Linked DNA regions of Mus musculus: region 2 is linked to region 1. The links are chromatin contacts, called in public Hi-C maps. All regions are on one chromosome and are shown on one strand. Each heading gives the region's core, a stretch centred on a gene start, on an enhancer-like site or on the middle of the called end of the contact. The rest is flanking DNA. Distances are from core to core; before and after follow the strand shown. Region 1 has its middle 66 kb from the start of Gm25401. Region 2 holds the start of Mir100hg (Mir100 Mirlet7a-2 Mir125b-1 cluster host gene).

Evidence for each region. Hi-C and Micro-C count contacts between places; a contact is called where the count stands out from the background.
Region 2: a Hi-C map of cerebral cortex shows a contact between it and region 1, with 2.2 times the contacts expected there. The contact joins the promoter of Mir100hg here to the enhancer-like site in region 1. A contact is called at or near these places in 5 of 484 Hi-C or Micro-C datasets (the N1E-115 cell line, cerebral cortex, ganglionic eminence and 2 more) and 8 of 115 datasets of contacts at active chromatin or transcription factors (SST interneurons, embryonic forebrain, embryonic hindbrain and 5 more).

The regions. Positions count from the first base shown.
Region 1 is chr9:41,270,960-41,276,373 of GRCm38.p6, forward strand. No RefSeq gene overlaps it. Among named protein-coding and RNA genes, the nearest start is that of Gm25401, 66 kb to the right of the region's middle. Within about 2 kb of position 2,337, at least 110 of the 459 cell types and tissues checked have an H3K27ac peak or open chromatin away from gene starts, as enhancers often do. A contact at or near this core is called in the N1E-115 cell line, SST interneurons, cerebral cortex and 5 more, where this site is marked.
Region 2 is chr9:41,373,992-41,379,397 of GRCm38.p6, forward strand. It overlaps Mir100hg (Mir100 Mirlet7a-2 Mir125b-1 cluster host gene), which reads left to right and starts at 2,535. Exons shown (of 5, transcript NR_131928.1): 1 at 2,535-2,685.

The DNA of each region.
Region 1 (5,414 bases), core at 1,087-3,586:
CCGGGAGAGTATCTTTGTCAAGGCTGTGGTAGTGATGAGGCCCATGCTTCGTCTTCAGATTTGCTGCAGGGCCTTCCTGCATGGAGCTTCTGACTGGTAGGAAATCAACAGTTGCCCGAGAGATCTTTCTAGTTACATGTGAGTGCATGTAGCTGCTGACTTTGTGTGATAAGTACCAGCCAATCTTCAAACACTTGTGGGTAACACTCATTGTCCAGCCAACTTTAGCTAAAGCCAAGAATCTTGTCCCCATATCCACAGCTGGTTGTTTACTATTTCTGCCATTCTACACAGTAATCACTTTCCTATAGACGTAACCTGTTCTTTTCAAACATCTAGAAAACTGAGGTTTCTGTGCTCAACAGCTACAACAGAGACACAAATGATTTCGTTTCTCAGAAACACGTGACACCAACAACAGGTGAGGTGGTGCAGCTTCAGCCAATGTGCTTTTCCTGCAGTGGGAGAGTAAGCATAGAGGGAGATGACTGAGAGATATGTGGAGCCCGGATGCTAGAAGATACTTCCCATGGAGAGGCTTCAGGATGGGCTGAGTCCAGGCAAAAAGGTCATGCTATCTCTTTGTTTTTACTATGACAGACCCAGTCACTCACCAGCCTACCTTTAACTGGTGGTTTCTAAAAAGCTCCTCCAGGTAACATCTTTGGGTATGGTTTGAATAGGGAATGGTAGATGGAACTTGGCTAGTGTGTTTGGTCACAAACTTGAGACACCCAAGAAGAGGAAACCTCACTTGAGGAATTGCCTCCACCAAATTGGCTGGTTATGTGTCTGTGGGAATATATATATTTTTGATTGTTAATTGATGGAAGGTAGTGGTGGCGGGGCTAGTTCTCTGTGGGCCATGCTACCCTTGGGCAGGTGGTCCTGGGTATAAGATAGGGAGCTGGAGGTGATCTTGGAAGCAAGCCAGTTTAAGCAGCATTCATTATGGGTTCTGCTTCTGGTTCCCTCATGATGGATTGTATAGTTTATGATAAAGTGAACCACCTTTCTCCCCAAGTTGCATTTGGTCAGTATTTTATTACAGCAACAGAAAGCAAACCAGGACAGCTAGTAAGACAGGGAGGAATAGAGGCCATTGGTGGGAGGTAGGGTGGATGGGGACTTTCCATGTAAGATACTTTGGAATGTGGGAGCAAATAATTTATTACCCAAACCTCTAGCTCCCTGGACACATTGCTGTTGGCATGTGTCTTATTTAAAATAAAAACAGAAGAAGAAGAAGAAGAAGAAGAAGAAGAAGAAGAAGAAGAAGAAGAAGAAGAAGAAGAAGAAGAAGGAGGAGGAGGAGGAGGAGGAGGAGGAGGAGGAGGAGGAAGAGGAAGAGGAAGAGGAAGAGGAAGAGGAAGAGGAAGAGGAGGAAGGAAGAAGAGTAAGAAGAGTAGTTCTTGTTTCTTAGAAAAAACTGTGAAGCCAATCCAGGGCATTCAAATACTGCAGTGGGAATGGAAAGGAAGGAAAAAAATGTATTTGGTGAGAATTCAGAGGCTGCTAATTGTCTTTATTGAAATAATACTGAATTAACAACTCAGAAAAGTTAGAAGACATCTTCTTTAGGAGGAGGAGGAAGAGAAAGGGGGAGGAGGAGGAAGGGGGAGGAGGAGAAAGTCCTTGTAAACAGCATAGAAAAATACTATTTGCAAATTTTGCTTTCCTCATCTCAAAACAAAGCAACCGGTGCGTGCTGTGGAGACTCTTAAACACGCTGTCCGCTTTCCTCTTGTGGTTCTAAAATCCTGAAAGTGCCACGCAGTCAGTCTACTCCAGGTCCCAGTCTGCCCTCTCCCCACAACGGGCCCCCACCCCCACTTCCTTTCCACAACAAACACTTTTGCAACCCTTTCTCTGATGAATGGCCAGAAAAGAGATACTGGATGAGAACAATTAGAAACTTTAATGACCCTTCAGGCAGCACACAATTATAAACCACATTCTTATTTTTATAAGGAATTAGCTACAGATTGGGCAGCTAGCTGCCCCTGTCATGCCTTGAAATATTTCTTCTCTTCCTGGCAGAGTTGAGCATGCTGGCACCTCTCTCTCTCTCTCTCTCTCTCTCTCTCTCTCTCTCTCTCTCTCTCTCTCTCTCTCTCTCTCTCTCTCTCCCTCTCCCTTACTCATATATATATATATATATACATATACATATATACACGCGGACTTGCCAATTCCAGCACCTTCAAATGTATTATCCCGTCCTTTCGTCTCCAAGATGACCTGAAATGACCTTTTGCTTGGCAGGAGACGTGACTCAACTGATAATAAAAGAGTTTTGAAGGGGGCGGGGAATGATGGCTAAGGAGGGAGGGGGGGGGTGGCTGTCTGGTCCTGGTTGCTGAGCTGCAAGGCAGTCAGGGAGGGACATGGAAGAGCAGGAAGGGGCCAGATCTCTAATACTGCCATATTTTTTGGCTACGGTATTTTCTGTTATTAATTTACTACATATCACCTATTGCACGAAGGGAGAAGAAAGATTTTTACCCCGCTAAGGCACACCAGTCTCTTTGTTTAACCCGGACCCGAGGCTGCTCAGCCATGACCACTGGGAGGGAGGGAGGGAGGGATGGGGGCGGGGCCGATGTCTGGGCATCCCCCTGCATCGAGGCCCCAGCTCTCCCCCTGGACGTGGGGTCCCAGCCCTGCAGCTTTCCTTCTGTAAGGCTTTGCAGCTGCGAGCACCTTCGCAGAGTAATATGGCTAGCTAACATTGCCCGGTGCGATTCTATTTCACACCAGCAGCCTTAGAGGGGCGTGGGCTTTTCCCAGAATCTTGATTTCTTTGTTGTTTAGGAAAGGCTCAAATTTTCACAAATCCCAGAGAACTCCAAGTAGGCGTCTCAGATAGATTTTAACGACTGGATCCCCCTCGCCTCCACCGACCCCACCCTGCACCGACTTAAGAAGGGAAGGAGACAAAAAAGAACTATTATCTAGGAACTCTGCGAGGTGGCAGGAGCTGCTACAGCCGCATCGCTGGACCTCCCCTAGACTGATGCTCTCTTTTGTAAAGTGCTGTTTTCCCAGCGACTCCCTCTTACAAAGGACATCTTGAGGCACACTGTATAAATTTGGGGTGTGTACACTTTGGCGAATCATCTGCACACCGACAGGGACAAAGGGGAGGGTTTCGGTAGGTGGTTTGCCGGGTGCTTTCAGTCAACTTAAGTAGGCGAGTTGTCCCTGGAGTAAAAATTGGATTTTAGCCACCTGAGCCGAACTTAGTGAGCTGCTTGTGTGTGCAAATGCTTGTGAAGTCCTCACACCAGGCATGGAGTACTCTGGTCCTTTCAGATCATGGAAGCACCTGCTGGAAAGTTGGCAGGGCTGATTCCTCAAGTTCCTTGTCCACAGGAGAGAGATGCTCTTGGCTGAGAGACAGGTACTCTGGGAAGTGCTGCACAGGTTTCTTCCCAATGTAAGAGAATTCACATCTCCTGGCTTTCGTCATTCATTCATTCATTCATTCATTCATTCATTCATTCATTCATTCATTCATTCATCTGCTCAATCAATCATTCATTTATCACAGATACCTTTGTGTTTCAGTGTTAGTCGCCACCAGTGAAAAAGTGCAATCAAAAAATACATTCAGGTTTGCCCTAAAGGAGTTTGTAATGAATATGTGAAACACAAACAAACCGACTTTTAAAGACAAACAAAGGAATGATGCTGTGGTTTTGTAGAAGGAGCACTGCTACCCACGTGACTTCCATTCAGTATCGCCCCTCCCACTCCAGCCCCAAGGATTTCTCTGTGGAGCCCAGTCCTGGAACTCACTCTGTAGTTGGTCTGGAATTTTGAGATCTTCCTGCCTCTGCCTCCAGAGTGCTGGGATTAAAGGTGTGCCCCACTGCCACCCATATTCAGTAATTTTTAATGCTTACATCTCTGTTCCATCCACCAACCAACATGCCTCCCCTTAGTTCCCCCCCCCCAAAAAAAGCCTCTGAAGAGATGGGTGTCAGGGAGCTGGCTGCACGAGGTGCATTGTGGGACATTATGGAAGGTGGTGTTAATTATTATAACTTTTAATCGACTTTGAACTGATAAAGTAGGTGGTTGACTTTTTTATGTCTAGGGTGGATCAAAGGTGGCATTATGAGGTTGATGATTTTTTTCTTCCTTTCTCTATTTTGTTTTTGTTTATTAATTGTGTGTGTGCGTGTGCATGGGTGCATGTGTGTACTTGCTTTAAAATTCTGATCCCCCTGCCTCTGCCTCTACCTCCCAAGTATTGGTCACACTAGGTACTTTTCTGGTTTTTAAATAGACATGAGTCCCACCTACTTCTCTTCCCCATTTTCCAGCCCCCTCAAACAAAACGAACATTACTGCAGAAATGACTGCCTGCATCATGATTTACCAGCATTTGTTCTTATAAAGAGCCATGTTTTCATATTTTCTATGGCTCTGCAGGCCATCGGCCTGTGCTGATTCTGTGTGCCAGGGTGACTTTAGACACTATATAAATGAACAAGGGTGACTGCACCTGAGGAGAACTCTGTGGACACTGAGGTTAGCAGGGCTCATCTAATGCTTACGGGTCATAAACTCTTGCTTTTTTAACCCTTACAATCACTTACACCTATAAAGTCATCTGTGCTTCCATTGTAAAATCAGGCCATTTGCTGTGCCCACATTTACACTCTACTATGAGTTTCAATACTCTGGCTCTGTCAGAGTCATTTGCACGTTATTGTCTTTCTCCAACTCCCAGAAGAATGTATGAGAAAACACTTGGTGAGAAATAGAGTGCCCCATGCTCGTGGCTTCCCCTTGATTCTCTTTGGGAAGATGCCTGGCATAGCCTGGGCCATGAACTTACAGGAACCCTCCAAACATCTGGGTAGAGTCCGTCGAAAGCACGTTTACTGAGATGGTGAACTTGGCCTTTTATCTCATTTGGACTCAAGCTTCTTAGTTGTGTTCTGACTTGGGCAAGGCACTTAAAACTTTGAGTTTCATTTTGCTTTACTGAAAATACTGTCTACTTAGAAGACTTACTACAGAGGCTCCATGTGACAGTTTGTTTTAAAAGATGATAATTATGACATATGAGATCTTTTATAAGTGTTTGAAGAGTATTAATGGTTGCTTGGTTCAAGGTTTATCAAGGGTATCTGGGACTAGTCTCGACTCTTGAAACATATCAGTGGGGACAGTGGAAATGGGGCACAGGTTGGTCTGCTGGCTCTTTTAGCCATTGAGCCACCTCCCAAGCCCTCAGACTTTCTTTAAAGAAAACTTGTAGTCACTTTCATTAAAAACTATTCAGAGTCTCTTCTGTTCAAGTATTTTATGAAATCTAATATGAAACCACTTAATCGAATTACTATGTGTTAAATCAATTATAGACTGACTGAAAAGTGTTTAGTGGAATTTTGCAGGAA
Region 2 (5,406 bases), core at 1,285-3,784, 100 kb after region 1:
GGGTGAACAGTTTATAGACTTTTCTATGCATGCTATCTCATCTAACACTTAATAAAGTTAGACTATACTCCCCTCCCCTTTTAAAGGGTATATCATTTTTAATAATCAAATACAATTACATGATTTCTCCTTCTCTCTTCTCTCTTCAACTCCTGCCACACTGCCCTCAGTCTCTCTCAGATCCATACCTTCTTTTTCTTAATATTATTACCAGTGTGAGCACTCATTCACATAAACACATAAATACAAACAATCTGCTGAGTCCATTTGACGTTGCTTGTGTGTCTATGCCTTTAGGGCTGACTACCTGGTGTTGAATTGACGTTTAGGGTGCTCGTTCTTGTGCTTTTTGTGAATTTCTGAATATTTTGAATATTTTTCAAGCTCCAGAAAGGCAGGGCAAGGAGCACTTTAGACCAGCCCTTCTGTGCCCTGCCACAGGGAACACCAGCTTTGCTCTCAGGCCAGTCTCTGGTGACAAAATTGTTTAGGCAGGCAGTGTTGCCCTGGCATGTCCTTCACTGTGATAATCTGGCTTGTGGTAGAGCTCAGAGAGTATCTTTGCTAGTCTGACATTGCTCTAGCCTTTCCTCTGTTCAGACTGTCACTGAAAACCAAGATCAGGGTTTTGGTGGCTCGGGACTGCCTTCCTGGGCAGAGAACAATGGCTGCCCCTCCCCAACCCGCCCATGCTGCAACCAGCACGTCAGGATTCTTTGTACCAAAATCCCAAGCAAAGATGCATTTGTTCAGATCCGTGGTGTTAGAATATTGCAGTGTCTTGTGACAGGAAGGCGAGGCTCAGCCTTGATAGCACCATCTCCTCACTTGCTCGATCCTCACAACAGTGGCTGGAAGGGCAAAGAAAGCTACAGGGCTCATTTTTGGGCCGGGGAATGGTTGCCTGGCATGCTTAGAGAATCCATCTTCCTAAGTGGTTTTCCTTTCCAGTCACGTTTTACTGCTGAAGTTAGTCAGCGAATTAATAGCTGCAGAAAATGCAGAGCTCTTTTCTTATTACATTCTATCGATCTGATTGCAGTGCCATTAATTGAAAGACTCGGGAAGTGTGATGGGGAGTTGAACTCTGGATTCTCCCTGCCTTTGGGTCCAGATCTGTCTGAAAGGAGCATTTTGGTCTGACGTGAATTATTCTTTCTTTGTCAGTTCTTGTGAGAGCTTTATTCAGGCCTTGTGAGATTTACAATGTGAAATCGTACACTGTCTCTGCCCTTAAAGGAAGAGGAGAACTCAGAGTGTGTGTCTGTGGGCTTTCTAGGAGTTGGGAGTTAACCCATTTTGGACAGCTCTCTTTCGTAGATTACCTACATATGGCAGAGAGGAAAAGAGAGACTCCCCAATGTGGAAGGCAGACATTTTGCTCATGTCTTAAGCAGTTTTATTTACAATGTTGCATGTTACAAGGTTGCTTTGGCTTATTTCCACTCCCCATTCTCAGAATATATGAAACCCCAGAGACACTGGTATGTAGTTAGAGATTTTGTTTATGGTTATCTTGCTATGTTGATTGCTTAACCTACTCTTCCAAAAGATTTTTTTCCCATAAATTCAAATTAACTTGAGAATTTTTACATACATCAGGTATGTCTGCATACATATTTCATAAGTACGTTAATATGAAAAATTTAAGGGGGTCTTCTAAAATATGTCATTGGGGGCAAAAATCTCCAGATCAGATTAGAACACACTAGACTTGGTTGCTTTGGTTCACAAAGTAATGCCCAGGTATTTGTGTAGTAGTTTATTGTATTTTAATGAGATGAGAGTTTATTATTTAAAAATTTCAGGCTAGATACCCAGATTTTCACAGCACATTTAAATCTACCACAAAGGGTCACTCATCTTTATTTTTTTTTTTCTAGAATAATATGGTTTGGATGCATTGAAAAGTTTAGTATGTGTTATTAATAACACATGTCCAGCCTAATGTTTTTATTCTTCTGGGCGGGCCTATGCTAGAATTTTCTTCCCCAAGGTGTGTCTGAATCCTGCTAATGCTTTCAGCCTGCAAAGACAGGAAGTGCACACACGGCCACAGCACATGACCCTCCTTCTAGAACACATCTTGAAAATGTTTCGACTGCTTTCTGAGCACAGGGACAATGGCTTATGGTTGGGGGTGGGTGTGCTCTTCTCCTGCCTGACCTTTGGCTTGCTGAGAGATGTGTATGGCTACCCTGGGCTCTCTCAGCTGCTTTCAGGCTGCAGAGAAGGCGGCACCCACATTGGGAAGCAAAAGCTGTCGCAGGCTGCCTTGCCCATGACAGCGTGTCTAAAAATACATCCACCGAGATGCAGGCATATGCTCGCGCCTCGGTGTGAAGGAGCTCTCGCCTGTGTTTCTTGCTATCCCCATCTAAATGCTGGAGCGAGGAGTTAAATTATTCCAGAAGGCCCGCCAGGGTCTGATTTGCCACTGTCTGCTTCCTCGTTGCCTTTGAATGGGACCCTTGATCCAAGGCTTTCAGAGACCAGCCGGTGCTGATGGGGGTCCGTGACTTGGCGGTGGCGCCTGTTTGCTCCTTCTCTGTCTCGAGCATGGTTTTCTATCCTGCCGGGGAGGGCGAGAGCGCTGGGCAGAGGTGGCACCTGACCCGCTAGAACTCCGATGTCACTGCTGTGGCTGTTACTCCCCTCGGCAAGAGTCAAGGCGCACGCAGGACGGTGGGTCACCTCGCTGGCTATTTTGCACATTTCCTTTCTTCTCCTCAACCTTGTTAGGTTTTTTTCTAAGTGCCCAGGGGTTGAGGGGTTTTCCTAGCCCCTCTCTATCCTCGATCTATTCTGATTTGAATCTCTCTCAGGATTTGTAACACTTCCTCTCATTAGGAAAGCTTTGCTAGACTCGCATTCCCTGTCTCTGTAAACAGGGTTTTTTTTTTTGTTGTTTTTTTAATGATTTGTTGTTTTGGGGGTCTCTCTTTTGAATGTCAGCTCCAAATGTCTTAGCTTCTGGGGCTACCTCACACACTGAAACGGTTGTTGAGCTATTGTACCCGAGAGGAGAGGACACAGAAATGGCTCTTTAGAATAATAATCTCAAAAGGGAGATGAGAAAGACCCCAGAGGACAGCCTGTGCTCCTGCTCCAGCCTGGCTGAGAAAAGGGGGTCTCCAGGTGAGACTACTGTCTCCTTTACAGAGTCAGAGAGCGTCAAGATACTTTGTGTCTCATTTAAAATGATTTTAATTCTAACAAGAGGGACTAATGAAAGAAATCCCATTTCCCATGTAGGAGAAAGGAGAGGCACAAAGCACACATATGAAGGGCTCCAGAGCACACCATTCCTCTGGAAACCGGAAAGTGAGGGAGAGCGATTGTTACCTAGTCTCTCTCTCTCTCTCTCTCTCTCTCTCTCTCTCTCACACACACACACACACACACACAGAGTTTCAGAGTAGCAGTATTTCTGTGTCCTTGGCCACCCAAGGCAGTGCATTGTTTTTCCAAAGGTTATGTGGAGGTTTTTGTAAAACGAAATAAAAAAAAATTATTTATTTTATTTCAGACGGTGAGTAAGCTCAGAATGCATTCAGTACTAACCAATACAGAATACAGACATGCCCAACATAAGCTGTTATTCTCCACGAGCAACCAAACACCACAACACACACACACACACACACACACACACACACACACACACACACACACACACACACACACCCTCCCCCTCAAACAAACAAACCCAATGTTAGCCAAAATCCAGACTGCCTGTAAATCTTGAAGTGTTTTCCTCTGTGGAGAAGAATGAACCTCCCCGGATGCTTTTCTGCAGCTGAACATTTTCTATTGCTTTTCTTCTCTGCTCAGTCTCCCTTGCCTCTTTCTTAGGAGCCACTGAGACAAAGAACAGTTACTTTTAGCTCCTCGTATCAGCTGGCTAAAATGGAGAAAGGATCAAATACGCTGTAAAGAGAGGCATTTTTGGTTTTAGTTCAGTTTAACGTATCTTATTTCCAACCATGCCCAGGAAGCACATGAGTTTATGGATGTGCCATAGCTAATTACTTGACTGGGTCTGTTCATAGCCAGAATAGGACATAGATTTGAGGGGGTAAGTAAAAGGCAAAACAGAGAGGCGCCGCTGTGTACATCCTGTGAGCTGCGCGATGCAGCTGCTGGAACGTATGCATGTCTTTCCAGCTTTGTCCCTTCAGAGGCGTTGAAAGTCTCAGCTAGTGCTGACTAATTGATATTTGTAGTCACGGTGATAGGCTCCTCAGGTCAGACGCGCATGCAGATGTGTGTGTTGATGCAAATACTAAGGAATACACAGGCTCACTTACACGGGCAGGTGGTCTCCGTACCAATGGAAGTGTGGTGGAGGTGATGGGGCATACAACAGAGGGAGAGAGAGAGAGAGAGAGAGAGAGAGAGAGAGAGAGAGAGAGAGAGAGAGAGAGAGAGAATGAATCACCCTGCAAACAGTTCTAAAATGCATCCGCAGATGCAGGAAGCTTCAGAGCCATCCAACAATTCAAGACACCCTTGTTTTTTCCTTCTCTGCGGGACGCCTCCATCCAGACTATTTGCAAAATAATAATAATAATAATAACCTGGACAAGGTGAGAGCCCTGCATCTTAGCTCAGAATCCATCTGGTTTCCTTCCCCTCTCTGCCTTGTGTTTCTCAGCTCATTGTCCATGCATCAGATGGCAGCCACCCTTGCTCTTGAATGCCAGTGTCACAGCAGGCCTGGAAAGGGGGCCGAGGGACAGCATTGTCAGAGCTGGGGCCTGTCTATTGTCTTCTTCGCTTTCACCGCTTTTCCTTTTAATTTTTTTTCCCCTGGGGCTTTCCTGTCCTAGTGGCCTCTGTCCAGGAGGAGGGAGAAAATTACAGGGGTTCATAGAATAGGGGAATGGAATGTTTTCATTGTGAGCTGTTTTAATAAACAGCTCAGCAGTGCCGTCCCCAGAATCAGAAAATTGAGCGAGACTGGAGGATTCTGGTGGGAGATGGAGGGGATGCTGTGGAGACCGCCTCAGCCTCCCTGCCCAAGGCGGTTCCTTCTGTTACAATCCCTGTTGTGTGCTGTTTCTTTTTAGTCTTTAAAATGGTGAGAAAGGGCCTTCTCATCTGTCACGCTTCCGTTTACTCCTTTATTGGTTCCGTGCAAACCTATGTGGGAATTTTAGGGAAGGCCAGAACTCCTATGTATGTTCTGTTCTGATATCAGTTCAGCCTGAGGCTGTCTGTGTTTGTCCTTTTGGATCATCTAAGTTTGCATGTGGAATTTCTGTGGCAACTTAATGAACTATGTCTGTCTGTCTGTCTGTCTGTCTGTCTGTCTCTCTCTCTCACACACACACACACAAATGGCCATTGTTTGTGTAGGTATCTGTCTTGATGTTCTATTGTTTTGTGCCTTAACCTTAGCTG